Regions from separate parts of the Bicyclus anynana genome. Here region 2 is linked to region 1. Evidence: chromatin contacts called from public Hi-C data. All regions are on one chromosome and are shown on one strand. Each heading gives the region's core, a stretch centred on a gene start, on an enhancer-like site or on the middle of the called end of the contact. The rest is flanking DNA. Distances are from core to core; before and after follow the strand shown.

Region 1 (7,248 bases), core at 3,108-5,607:
TCTTGCTATTCACCGAACGCGGTTGCAGAATTTGCTTACCTAATTCAATAATAACTGTATTGATGGAATCGTATTTCATACACGTATTACTCAGAGGAATTAATAGATTGCACGACATACCGAAAACTCAATCATTGAATCAGTGAAGGTCATCTGAGATACATTAACGTGACTCAGACTAAGCAGCCGGTACTTTAAGTTCGCTTCGAGTAGAGCAAAGTCCAACAATCCTCGGTAAATTCTTAGCGAATCCGGAATCTATAAAAAGCTATAATAAAAACGTCAACGCAAAAACTGATTCAGGCCGAAATTCAATGAAAAAAACTCTAGCTAGAGAAATTAAAAATCATATTAATATTACAACAATTGAACATTACAAGGTCATGAACGATGTTTGAATTACATCGAGTTGGAAACTAATTTGAATAACGATATTGCAACATGTACCCGAGACATGGCATAGGGTTCTACGCAATATTTCGTTGCACTATTATCGGCTGTAAAATCAAATCAAGCGGCCGCACCTTTCGCGGGGCCCTAGACAGACACGCCGGATAAGGCTATAAAATTATAAATGTTACATTTCAATGGTTCTGGTTTCATATAAAACGAAATGCTAGTTGAATCTAGATCACCTTTAAATACAGGTATAAATCAGACAAAAATGAGACTGACCAAAAAAAGAAATTGTCGTTATTAAAATAATGGAAAACACCACACGTTTTGGACACGTTTCCCCCTTGCAAAGAACCTTCGTCGTTTCAAAGCGACACGTTACACGCAGAAACAAAAGAATGATTAAGTAACGCAGTTCCAAATTAAAACGCGACGGCCGACTTTGTCGCCGGCCACGCGGCCTTCTTGCCTTTTGATCGTTACTTGCTAATTTCCAAATTAAACGCTTGATTCTCAATGCCAGCTAGATCGGAGGTGGTCACTCTGTTCGAATTGATAAAAGGCGGGTGGTGGCGCGCGGCCCGCCAGTACTAAACCGCTCGGACAGGCGTATTATATCGCGTCCTTTCACTTTAGTTCGCGCGCTCATGACCGACAACGCGGCGTGACCGACTAACAAAGAAATAATCGCTATCTGAGATGAGTTCATTAACTGTGCTTGTGATAACGTTGTATTGTGTCAACCGTGCAGCATAACTAAAGAAGTGATGTTTTCTAAACTTTCAGATGGTGAGAGGGGCGACGTCAGTGCTCACGCTAGCGCTGGCATGGGCGTGCGTCGTTCGCGCCAGCGTCCTTGTGCCCACCTACGTGCTGCCGCCCGAGTCGTTCGTGCGCGACCAGCGATCCCTCGCCTCCAAATCAGACTCCGAAACCGCCGAGTCGACGCGAATGATTAGACGCCTCATCGGCGGACACATGAAAATCAAACCGGAAAAGGATCACGGCAATTTCAAAAACTCAATCAGTCTCAACACGAAAACCGAAAGTGGAAAGTTCGCGGGAGTGATATTGCCCGAATTGTCGGGCGGCACCGTGGGATGGAATCAAGGAATCTGGGACGACGGCATGCTCATGTCGAGCGCTGGCGAGGGGAAGGACGCCGGAAAAATAAAGGAGGTCGACGAAGACAAAAAGACGCTATCCGATCAAGTGGCCGAAGGCAAATACGGACTCCTACAAAACGAAATATTTGCAAAAACACCCAAACGACCTGGGATTTTGAGCTACGAGCTGAATTCAGAGACTAGATCGAAAGATAATCTACAGAGTCTAGGCGGACTTAAGAAAGATGAAATATGGCTCGCGGAGGATCATTTGTTGGTTCTCAAAGGAGGCTCATTCCCAGAACGTACGAAGGAAGCAGAGAACAGGCCATGGCCACCGATCGATAGCTACGAGGCGCCCAGAAGGCAAGTAAAGTTACCGCAGAAACCTAAAATACCACCGCCCTTTCCAGTTCGACTCTCCGACGACGGCCCGCTCGTCTTCCTTACGCCTAACGGCAGTATCCCTGCGCCCCTTTTCCCACCCTTCCCTGCAGGAGAAAGCGAAGGCCCTCTACCTCCTCCGCCATTCCTTTTCGCACAGGGAGCGCCCTACCCCGCGGGTGATAATCAGAGAAACACTTCTTCCTGGGGAGCGACGATGCCAGATCCTCCGTTCCCATTCCTACCCGGGAATGCGAGCGAAGGAGCATTCCCCTACCCTGGATCCATAAACGGCTCTTTTCCAGAAGGCTTTCCACCGGGCGCAGCATTTCTACCACCACCCAGCAACCAGACCGACCTCTACGACGAAGACGACCCTTCGATCTATTATCCGCCGCCATACAATTTTTCCTATCACACTAACTATCACAGTAACGTGCCGGCCGGACCTCTCGTACCAGGAATTATATTACCGCCACCGCCAGATTTCTTTGCACCTCTCGAAGAAAAAACTACAATAGACGCTGTCAAAAGTACAAGGCCACCTATAACGCATTTGAGGTCAAAGACTACGACTAAACAGCCCTCAACTATCGGATACAGAGGAAAATACAAAACAAGGCCTACTACTACAGAAGCGTGGACAACGGAACCTCCTACAACTACTACGACCCCACAAGTAGAAGTAGTGACTGCACCGAAACACAGAAAGCCACAGCGCGTACAAGTAATACCACCGAGAACTCCTGTCAGGGTCCACAATCTACCAGACGACATTACGACAAAGCCAAAAACCGAAAAACCGGTTTACAAAACGAGAACGAAGCTTACATCGAAACCTATATCGGTGTCAGTGTTTTACGATTATCCTGAAACAGTTTACGATAATAAAAATCCAACAACCACGGATAAACCGTACATTGTCTACAAAGTACCACAAAAGACGAGCAATGAATTTACCAACGACGTAACATCAACATCTGTACCACTGAGGGCTTACTACACCAATACACAAAACGATGAAGTTCCAACAACGAAATTACAACCAGTTTACAATCGTAAACCAAATGAAGACGCGATCGCTTCTTTCTACTTCTTCGACGAACAACCAAAAAGTTCGCCAGCTCCGGATCCATTCTTCGATGGAAGAAATTATTATAAAACTGTGCCGAGTCAGCGACCTTATGCTCAAAATCAAAATGTGAACTCGCAATCTGGATTTACGCCTTCCGTGGACGTCGCTTATGGATCAATCGACCAAGCTGACGCTCTGTTCCTGTGGCCACAAAAACAAGGTCCGCGAACGCTTACACAAGAATACTTCAGCGTGCAAAAACCCAAACAACAAAATGTGTACGTGCAGCAAATAAAACAACGCCCCGACTCATTCTATCAACAAATAGCTGACATTCAACAGACTATTGAACTGTACACCACAAAAAGGCCAAAGGCACATTCGCACCGACCTCATTCGACTAAACCGAAGGCCGTGACTTCCCGGCCGGTGTATGAATTCAGTTACGACACAAAACACCGACCAGAAAAACTGACATTCAGAGCGCCTAAATTAGACCCCGAACCATTCCGGCCAATGGTGAGTTACAGTAAACCATTCAATTTAGAAAACGAGTTCAACGCAATAACACCAACAGTCGCATCGGGATACCATCAGCAATACTTAGTGGAAAATGCACATGTAACGACAGAAAACCCGACGTCGTCCAGATATTATCCGAAAACGAAAACGAGGGACGAAGACTATGAAGACTCGGTTTATAACAAGGCCTCAACACCTAAAACGAATGTGAATTACATTCCAGTCCAAACCGGCAAACCTGTGCTTCATGTAAACAAACACCCGAGTACTACGCCTAACCCAATCAGTCACGGCTACTACACAAAACAGGATGAGAAATACATCGACGATATCACCAAGAACTCTTTCGACGTATTCGGGCAAAAGTTGGATGAAACTCACGATGTCAACGGCCTGGCCGTCACGCCTCCACTCGAATCTGTGAAGACACCGATCAACAATAACATTAACCTGCAGTACGATTACGAGATCGTCGATTCGCAAAACCCAAATCCACCGTCGCTGCACAAAGACACGATCGTCAATGATCGCCTACCTCGTCCAACTATCAACCCTTACAGTGAATCTATACACCAAGGTTCGCCCAACGCGGAACTGGTTCAACCACCGAAACCACCTTCGCTGCTACACGACACCGTAGTCAACGACAGGTACCCACGACCCGAAATCAATCCTGACAGCGAGTTCATACCGATACCGAACCCCGGTTACAGGACAGCGCAACAATATAGAATACAATCGCAAGTACAAAGGCCTCAGTATACTGGTGAGCAGTATGACCTGAACAGGCCTTCACTGGCAGGGGACACGGCTGTGAACTACAGGAGGCCTCTGCCGCCTGTCAATCCTGATGCAGAGTGGATAGGGCCGGTGAACACCGCCGGGGAGGGCAGGCCGGGATCGTTCGTCTCGTACAGACTGCCCGGGGAAGGTGCACACGTGTACTTCCTGACTCCGCAAGCAGCGCAGGCCGCCCGGGAGAGGTACCGATCGCCGGGTTACGGACGGTGAAACCAAAGCTCTAGTCTGAACTATGCGCCGTAGGCGACGATACGTGTAAATACAAAGCAAAATGTGATGTTTTAAGTGTCCTAAGTAGTATTAGAACGAAAAGACTAGCGGGCCGCCCGCATTGCCATATTTAAAAACGCATTATTAAAATGCAGTGAAGTGCGACCATTGTTGTTGTGACAAACGAACGCTAACAAGTTTTTTAGACGAACTATTTATTAAATTATTAACGTTAAGAGACTGGTGCAAGCGTAGTGATAAGTAATTTATTCATGTATGTCAGTATTGAACTCACTAGATGTGATACTGTGTGTGTATGTATGTGAAAATTGTCGCAAATGGAACCATATTGTGTATAACTGTTTGATACTTTTAAATTGTTTTGTAACTGAAAACGTTGACGAGCAATTGTGATTTTTTGTATGTCTTTATAAACAAAAGATTTTAAAATAAGAAATAAAATAAAAAATGTTTAATATACCAGACGTTGTTTTCTTGAAATCCTCTAACTAAATTGCATAAAGTTTATTTATAACTCAATGAACAATGCGCAGTATAATACAATTTAAATGTCTATCTGTGATTTCAAAATAACTGTGCTTTTCAAGTGCTTATGGCCATTTACACAATACTAAAACATTAATAAGCTTTTTTTTTAATTTTTATCTGTCTGTCTTTCTGTTTTTCCGGACTAATCTCTGAAATAGCTGAACCGATTTGAATGGAACTTTTAATGGAACATAGAGGAGGTTATCGAGCAACATATAAGCTACTTTTTATCCCACAAAAATACATGATTTCCGCGGGATTTGAGAAAATCAGATATCGTGGGCGTCCACTAGTTATTACATAAAAACTGTTTGATAAACTAAATAGTAATTAGTATTCTATTTACCTGACCTTATGTAATATTACAATGAATGAATCTCGTAAGACAAATGACATTATATAATCATAAATAATTTATGCAAATTAGTTCACTAATGAAAATCAACAGAAATGTGCACAGAGGCACCGCGAAATATAGTTCGTAAAAAACCAGGTCACTAAACTAAATGTTGTTATTATAGGTAGACACTTGAAAATTCGAATCTGTATTAGAAACAGTAGGTATTACATCGAGTTGCCTTTATTTTTCTTTTATCACTTACCTATACAAAATTGCATAAAATTACGATACGAAAATTTGTCAAGAAATATGTCGCGAAATATAAAAGCAGTGGTGACAAAAACTTCGCCTGGTTGTCCCAATATATATATATATATATATATATTATTTTTAATGAAATTAAACCTTTGGTAGCAGATATTATGTGAAATTGTAAAGAAATAATAAAAACAAGCCAAGGGCGTGTCGAGTCACGCGCAGTGTAGTTTAATTTAGCACTTTAATCCCTTCTTTAATGCACAAAAATACTTATATACAGATGCACTTCATAAACGTAATTAATATAAATAGCCATACCACAACTTTCTAGTTTTATCAGTCTCTGAGTTATTTTACTGATAAGTTATCTTTTTAATTAGCAACGGATTTAGTATGCAATTTTCGATTATGTGCACTAAGAATAGAAAAGGGCCCAGATTTGATCCCTGTAGAACGCCCATTATGGTAGTAGAACCGTGCGATGTTATATAATTTATGCATACCTTTAGTGTTCCTGAGATAACCAGCGATAATATTAAGTGCAACACTTTTGATGCCTTAGTAACTTACTCGTAACTTCAGTAAAAGAGTGTAATGGTAAACACAATCCAATGCCTCGAACAAATCACAGAACACACCAATAGCATTCTTAAACAGTTGATGTTAATGATGATGTTGATGATGATGACAATGTGGGCAGGCACCTGTATCGGACTTGGTTGTCTACGGCACGTCCTCATGTCGCAGCAGACCCGCGTACGAGCGCTGTGACGTCATACGCTTAAAGTGGTACTATGAACCCTGGCTAAGTTTGCTGGAGGCTCTTCTTGGACAATGGCCTTTTAGAACCCTTGTAACTTTAAATTTTAAGTTTCGACTAATTAATTATCTAATACCATTACCTGACATTTCAAAAGTATTTGTAAACTAAGCCTAACTGAAATAAATGAATTTTGACGTTGACTTGACGTTATAGAACCACATAGTAGGTAGAAGATGATGATCATATTGATGTTAGCTCAGACTAATTACATAAGGACTTGTTTCGCACCCAAGTTCACGTTATGTGTAATACACATAACGTGAACTTGGGTGCGAAACAAGTCCTTATGTAATTAGATTGTTTCCTTACACTACACACAACTATAACTTTGTATCGCAATATACACACGTGTATTTTTACACACTACTAACTTTGACAAAGAAATCGTTTAGTCTGTAACATACAGCATTGAATTAAATAAATAAATAAATAAATTATTATAAATAAATATTAAATTTGTTTGTTTTTATAACAAATTTGTTACAAATAAGTTAGAAATACAAATGAAATGTAACTTTTTCTTTTAGTAAACTAGAAAATGTTAATCGTTTATTACACCATTCGAGTACACCAACCGGCAATTTTAGGGAGCTCTTTACATGAAACATCTACTCTATAGAGACAGTTTTTATAAATGCGTTAGATCGTTGATCATATACTTTGGGTTAACGTCTAGCGAGTCAGGTCCTTATCTGATTCGTCTGAGGATGTTAATGATAGATGATGATGACGGCAATGTGTGCACGCACCTGTATCGGGCTCGGTCGTCTGCGGCACGTCCTGC
Region 2 (7,248 bases), core at 2,645-5,144, 140 kb before region 1:
GTTGAGCTATTGAACCAATGGTTGAAGTAACACATTAAACTGTTCCACCATTTCAAACGTCGCACAGAAAACTGTGCCTTCCTCTGTGTTAGCCACAGTTTGCTCAGACCAATTACCTTTTATTGGACTTGTATCCACACACAAAATTATCTGTCGATTTTTTAGGAGACGAGGAAAAACACACATTGTAAATATGTCCTGTGTCCTTACACAACGCACAATTATAAAATTTAAATAGTAATACACACACACATGTAATTTTACCACAATAAAACATCGATTCTATAGACACAGTTTGCATGAACACATTAGATCATGATCATATCGTTTTGACAGAGGGGTAACCTCTAGCGAGGCAGGTCCTGTGGAAGGTAATTGGTCTGAGACAGTTTGCAACGCAATTCCAAATTCAAATTCTGTATTGCCTTCGCCTTAGCTTACGTCCAGTCTTGAGCTGATCGCACCAAACGCATCGCATTTATATTATTTTATATAATAATAAAACTCACACAATTTATTTAGTACCTGTCAATTCGATGGGTATTGTATTAATAGCATTTTACAAATGAAAAAAAAAACAGCAACCAGCTCTATAGACTACAGAGTATACCAAAAGTATTGTACAGTAAAAACTTATTACATTACAATATTGTATTATTTACAAAGCGTACCTCATTTGGTGTGTATTGCAACTTTGCCACACATTTTTTTTTCACACATCAAAAAAAACCAATCTTTCATTACAAATCCTTATTTTATTAATAACATATTATTTGCTGTATGAACACTTGAGGCCTTGTATTGAAACTTTTAATTGATCGCTTAAAAATGTCATAATATACAATGAAAGGATTTCTTTTTGATACACGTCAGGAAGACTATAAGAGTGATTAAAAACAAAATTATGCAATTTAAGGGTAGAAGTAAAAAAAATTATAGCAGTTCATTAAATCAGGTAAAATATACATGCATAGAAACCAAAATTTATTGTTAAAAAAAAAAATCTTATGATGATAACAAGGAACATATTTTCTTTAGTACAATGAAATAGCAATGCATAATAATCTATATTAATAAACTCAGTATACATTTAACACCAAAACCTATGTTATTATTGTGGCAAGTGATATTTTTGTATTCAAATGAGTTATTATAGCAAACGGTGCTAGAATATTTTTAATAATAAACTGTAGCACTTGTTGTGTTTAGCATTTAAGCGAGAATGGACTCATTTATATTTCTTTGTTTTTCTTTTTAATAAATAAGATGATTTTTTAAGCTGTCTTTTTTTACAAGCCATAAATTTGATTAAAATTTCATCAGTCACGTTATTTAGTAGAAGTGGCGTAACTACGATTGGCAAAATGGCAAGGGCCTGAGACCGCAAGCTCAAAAGTAATCGAAAATTAAAATATAGCTTGGCAACTTCGTTCGTAACACTCCGGATGGCTTGCGTGGGCCGGGGTCGTGTAGCGATGAATGGAAAACCCACGAATAATCCACCTCATTTCCCCGCACGCGTGATTTCAAACCCACGCAGTCTTTCCCCCCGTCGCCCGCATATCATGGGAGTGTCATCAACGAACTTGCCAGACTATAATTTCCTGGGACTAATTTCATCGGTTATAGGATTACACTTGTAATCTGTATTCTTCTGGGGTATAGTGATAATTTACCATAGCCAACAAAAAAAACACAGTGATCACAAAACTTGATCGTCTTACGTTATATTTATATCTCATTCAGTTTCGTTTTCTTAAAACTTAAAAAAAAGTGCATCTGAATATCTTGGAGCAAAATGTTTTGACTACTTATTATTTGAATCAAATTTTAAACTAGCTAACAGTCCAGAAATTCAAAGAAATTTGTTGAAGAGTATCGGACTAATCAGGTCCCAGGTCCATGTGGGGCTATAGTTTGGCAACTTCGTTCGTAAAACTCGCGGTGGTCCGCGCAGGCCGGGGGGCGTGTAGCGATCAATGAAAAACCCACGACTAATGCACCTCACATCCCCGCACGCACGATTTCACCCCCGCGCAGTCTTTCTCCCCGTCGCCCGCATATCATGGGAGTGTCATCAACGAACTTGCCAGACTATAACACTTCTTTATCATCACAAAAATGAAAGACTTTTGTAAAATTCTCGCTACTACTAAACTGGCCAATTTAGTCTTTGTGACATTCACTGTTATGACAGAAATAGCCAAATCCATCCAAATTTGTGTTCTGATGCACAACGGTCAGCCGCGGATGAATTTTATTAGCAAATATTTGTGATTAAAAAAAAAAGTAAATAAGCTATTAGATTTGACAACAAACACGCAACGTATGTACGCAAGTGCGTACACGTTTTCGTAACCATCACGAAACGTACGTACGCAATTGCGTATATGTAAAGCATAACCAACACACAACGTACGAGCTCTAGCGCTCAATTGCGTATACATTTGCGTAAGTAACACGCAACTTACGTACGCAACTGTGCGTACGCTCATTTGCGTAACGAATACGCAACGGACTTTTGCACGCAAAACCGTCTAAATCATATTTCGAGTGAACCAACATGTTACGAATATTTTACTATGTATGTTGTATTATTTAATACAACAACGGTATATATTTAGTTATATATATTATATGAAAACTACTCATAATAATTGAAAATTTACAAAATTCGATACTTTAAACCGCCCGCAGTCCAACCGTAGTGCAATCTACATACGTTAAACAGTAAATTATTTCAAAACTTTAATATTTTAATTGAGTATGAACCGGCATCTCGTCACATCGAAACTCCAAAACGAGTGTATCCTTTTCAAAAAACATACTACAAAATTTCTATCGACGATAGTATATTAATGAAAATGGGGGGAGAGGGGAGGGAAAAGGCTTCAGTTGTTGACCGTTATCTCCTTAGGCTGTAGGGGATCCTCTATAATGTGGTCAGGCACCTGTTCTGCTGGGGGTTTGAAAGCGTTCGCATATGGGAATTTGACGCGACACGCTTCGATGTATTCTTCTATGTCTTTTTCGCATGGGCCGAAGTCGCCGTCTCTGAGACTCTCTAAAACTTCAACGCAACCCTGCAAATAAAATATTATTAATTTGTAGCTTTATAATATTTTGATAAAGGCAAATTATTGTATCTATAATGACTAAAATGATTATTATCAATGCGATCGCAAGTTCAGTTATATGCCTGACTAATCGTGATATGAGTGAACAAAATAATTGTCACATTATCTTAAATAAAGCATGTAAAATTTATTTGTACATCCATGCCACATTGTATGTGGAGCATGGATGCTTAATTTGAGCTTAATTTATAATCACCATAATACGATATCGTCGGTCTAGAAGACTGACGAACTTTACAGGAGAGACAAGAAACATCTTTTAGGTATCACTAAAAGTCGTTTTATGCGACCAAAAACGTTTCTAATGGACGTACTACAAGATATTTACGGGCTACCACCGGAAAAGCTGTTTGAAGCTTTCTGCATCAAAATCAATTTTTACCAAAAATTGTTAGTTACGAGGTATCACATCTAGACCAACGATAAGTAGGTTAATAGGTTAGTTAACCACTAGACGTCCAGCTGTGGACGTCTAGTGGTGGCTGACGATAAGTCGTCTCGTCTGTTGTCGCAACTCGAAGAAGAGATAATTACCTGTATAGGAAAGTCCGACAGATTGACGTGCGTGGCTAGTTTTAAGGTCACACGAAGCTCAGGATCATTGTATATAAAAGTCCCATTAAAAGGCTATGTCTCAGCTAAAATGATAATTATGTCGTCTTTTGTTGAAATTCGAGGAGATTATTACCTGTATAGACAGGTCCGGCAGGTCGAGGCGTGTGGCCAGTTTGAGAGCCTCCGGCGCCCGCGCGGGCTGCAGGCGGCGCATGGCGCGCGCGCCCCACAGCGCCGCCAGCTGCGAGCGCTCCGCCGACTGCTGCATGTACTCCTGCGCCATCGTCTGCGCTGAACGACCTTGGAACATCTGCGGAACCGAGAGGTTTCACCATTACAGGTTACATTTAGCGGGTTGCAGGTAGCCGCTTGGTGCTGGCGGCTCGAGATAGTTTAGAAGTCCATGCAAGAGGCCTACGAGTATATCCAGCAGTGGACGTCAATTAGCTGTTGTTATTAAGGAGTTTTCTTTCTTATAGCAAATATTTATTTATTATACTTTGTGTAACGTAACAATGTGTAAATACATATTTTATTTATATAAATATTCTTTTTAATTTATTAAGTAGTAAATTTTAAATTTGGGAAATAATTTTGATTTTTTGTATCTAATTTTATATACTTTTTCCCTTTCTTTTTTATTATTATTTTAACTAGTTATAGGTTTTAATGTAATTACAGCTTTAAATACGGGTTTATGTTTCCTATTTTCGTGGTGGCACTTGGAACGGGGTCCTAGCTGAAAATCAGCGCTGTTTGCTTTTTTTTGCATACGGGGAGCATACAGCAATATGCTGAGCTGGGACCTTTTTCTAGGTTATGCCACATATCGCAGGGTATTTATTATTCTAAGATAATTGTGATGTGTGGTATAATTGTAGCAATAAAGATATTTTCTTTCTTTCTTTCTTCTGATATCGCAAGTGTCGCATACACGTACCGGCCTCATCTCCGTATCGATGACGGCGGCGACGCTGGGCGGCAAGCTCGCGTGCGTGTCGTCCAGCCAACTGCGGAAGCGCAGCAGACAGTCGTGCAGGTGCGAGTGCGAACTGTCGAGCCGCCACGCGCGTTTTATGCTCTGCAGCATTAGCAGGGGCTTTTCTGGAAATTATTTATTTATTTATTTTATACACATATATATATATATATATAAACATTACAGGCTTAACCTAATGTGTTTATATAAACTATCTATAATTCCTGAATTACTTGAACGTATCGTATCCACCTGGGTTCGAATTATACGAATGACATGTTGAAAAAAAATTAAAGCTACAGCTATATGATAATAGTGCCAACCTCGATTCAGTCCTGAATTAGCCTGAAAGCTATTTAAGCAATTGCTTAGGTCTAGGGGGGCAAAAGACATCAGAGAAAAACCGAGTACATTTTAAACAATTACAAAATCCGCGCATATTTTTTTATTAACTCTTTGTAGTTAACGTAAGGGTCGGGGTCCGGGGCCCATAGGGGAAGACTGCTTGAAGAAGGGCACTGCCTCGATCTTAACGCCTACCTACTATAGAAAGCGCAATGTCTAGAAGGCTCGGAGGCTGACATAACTTCAATCTCTTCACAACAAAACTTTCTTTCCGTATCAGCTCACCACATGTTTGTACGTTCTGCTAAGAAACAGGCGTCGTTATGGTAAGGCTTGAATTATCAAATAGTTTCATTTCTGTACTATTGTTTTATTCGCTTTCATTGCAATGGATCGAAAGAGAGCAATATGCAAGACAAAATTATTTCGTTTTCTTTTGCCGCGCACCTTAGACTAAGAAAAGAAAAGAAAAATATACAAATGTTATAGTTGTCAGTTTACCTTTCCTAAAGTATATTTCGAAGGCCATTAGATGCGTGTCTATTCTGTCCGCGCCGAGCGTTCGTAGCGGTTGAAGGAACTTTAATGCTTGCTCTAACGGGTCTTCCGCCTGAAAATTGCAAGTTTACAATGAGTTTTCTCAATATCTCAAAGATCTTTATACCTGGTAACCTCTTTATCTGGTGAAAAGTTATTCCCATATTCTTATAACAATCCAAGCAATATATATAAATAAATTGCCTATAAGTGGTAAGGCCTAAAAACAAAGCAATATAAACTTCTCAAGGAATGCAAGGACGACATCCTACAAAGTGTCGCCCAAACTGAGGCCTTTGAGTCTCATGTGCCTGTAGTTACACCGGCAACCATGTCCTTAAGACTGTAACATAGCAATGTTTCTGGGCGGTAGAAATAAACATTGCGCTAGTTTCCAAGACTATCACGAAAAGTCGTTATCATCACTGGGTGCTTCTTCAAGCTGAAGTTTGGCGGCGGTCATGAGTTGACAACTTATCTAGTCATTTGTAAATTTTTTAACCTTTGTATAGGTTTACTTGCTCCACTCTTTTACATCATCTATCCACTTTCTCCGCTGCTGACCTAGCTTAACTTCTAGAATCAACCTACGAAACTCATGCAAATGCCCAAAAAATTAAATTGTCTAAAAAGATAAAATTCTACCCCTACCCTTTACCCTGTTACATTACCCTGACTTATAAATAGTGTAACTGACACGACTTTCTTTTATATACTTATCATTTGATTTGGATTCGATCCAGGAACGGTTGCTTTAGCTTTTCCTTTCCAACATTTTCATTCACCCTCGCCTTATCTTTTTGTTAGTCTCCCTTCATTCATCCTCTCTACTATCTAATCTCCGCCGTGAGCCGTGATAGCCCAGTGGATATGACCTCTGCCACCGATTCCGGAGGGTGTGGGTTCGAATCCGGTCCGGGGCATGCACCTCCAACTTTTCAGTTGTGTGCATTTTAATCATCACAAAAACATCGTGAGACCATACCAACCAACATACCAGAGAATTTTCTTAATTCTCTGCGTGTGTGAAGTCTGCCAATCCGCATTGGGCCAGCGTGGTGGACTATTGGCCTAACCCCTCTCATTCTGAGAGGAGACTCGAGCTCAGCAGTGAGCCGAATATGGGTTGATAATTATGAACTTACTCTCGCAAGTTTGTCCGGGATCAGCTCATCGAGCTGCGGCGCTTCCGGGTCGCCTTGCTCCTGTTGCTGCCTCGCTTTGTGATGCTGTTCACGTTTTACCTGAAATATACAAAATACATAATTTATTTTATTTTTTTATTTATTCTTTACAAGTTAGCTCTTGACTACAATCTCACCTGATGGTAAGTGATGATACAATCTAAGATAGAAGCGGGCTAACTTGTTAGGAGGAGGATGAAAATCCACACCCCTTTCGGTTTCTTCACGATATCGTATCGGAACGCTAAATCGCTTGGCGGTACGTCTTTGTCGGTAGGGTGGTAACTAGCCACGGCCAAAGCCTCCCACCAGCCAGACCAGACCACCAGCAAGACCAGAATTAAGAAAACCTCAACCGACCCAACTGGGGATCGAACCCAGGACCTCCGTCTTGCAAATCCACCGCGCATACCGCTGCGCCACGGAGGTCGTCAAATCATCATGAAACAGTAGCGTAGCGTGCCTTGGAGGGCCCTGTATCAAAATTACTTGGGGGGCCCAAATGAAGGGT

Evidence for each region. A called contact is a pair of places that touch in the nucleus more often than the background predicts.
Region 2: a Hi-C map of whole body shows a contact between it and region 1, with 2.8 times the contacts expected there. The contact joins two enhancer-like sites. A contact is called at or near these places in 2 of 2 Hi-C or Micro-C datasets (whole body and whole larva).

The regions. Positions count from the first base shown.
Region 1 is chr23:8,880,415-8,887,662 of ilBicAnyn1.1, reverse strand. It overlaps LOC112051086 (N-alpha-acetyltransferase 15, NatA auxiliary subunit), which reads right to left. Exons shown (of 16, transcript XM_052888840.1): 10 at 7,214-7,248. LOC112051087 reads left to right here. Exons shown (of 2, transcript XM_024089566.2): 2 at 1,183-4,974. The coding sequence starts at 1,183. The coding sequence ends at 4,494. Among protein-coding and RNA genes, the nearest start is that of LOC112051086, 13 kb to the right of the region's middle. Within about 2 kb of position 4,357, at least 7 of the 8 cell types and tissues checked have open chromatin away from gene starts, as enhancers often do.
Region 2 is chr23:9,021,122-9,028,369 of ilBicAnyn1.1, reverse strand. It overlaps LOC112051086 (N-alpha-acetyltransferase 15, NatA auxiliary subunit), which reads right to left. Exons shown (of 16, transcript XM_052888840.1): 12 at 6,699-6,797; 13 at 5,518-5,626; 14 at 4,633-4,796; 15 at 3,826-4,002; 16 at 1-3,083. The coding sequence ends at 2,892. Among protein-coding and RNA genes, the nearest start is that of LOC112053698, 9.6 kb to the left of the region's middle. Within about 2 kb of position 3,894, at least 4 of the 8 cell types and tissues checked have open chromatin away from gene starts, as enhancers often do.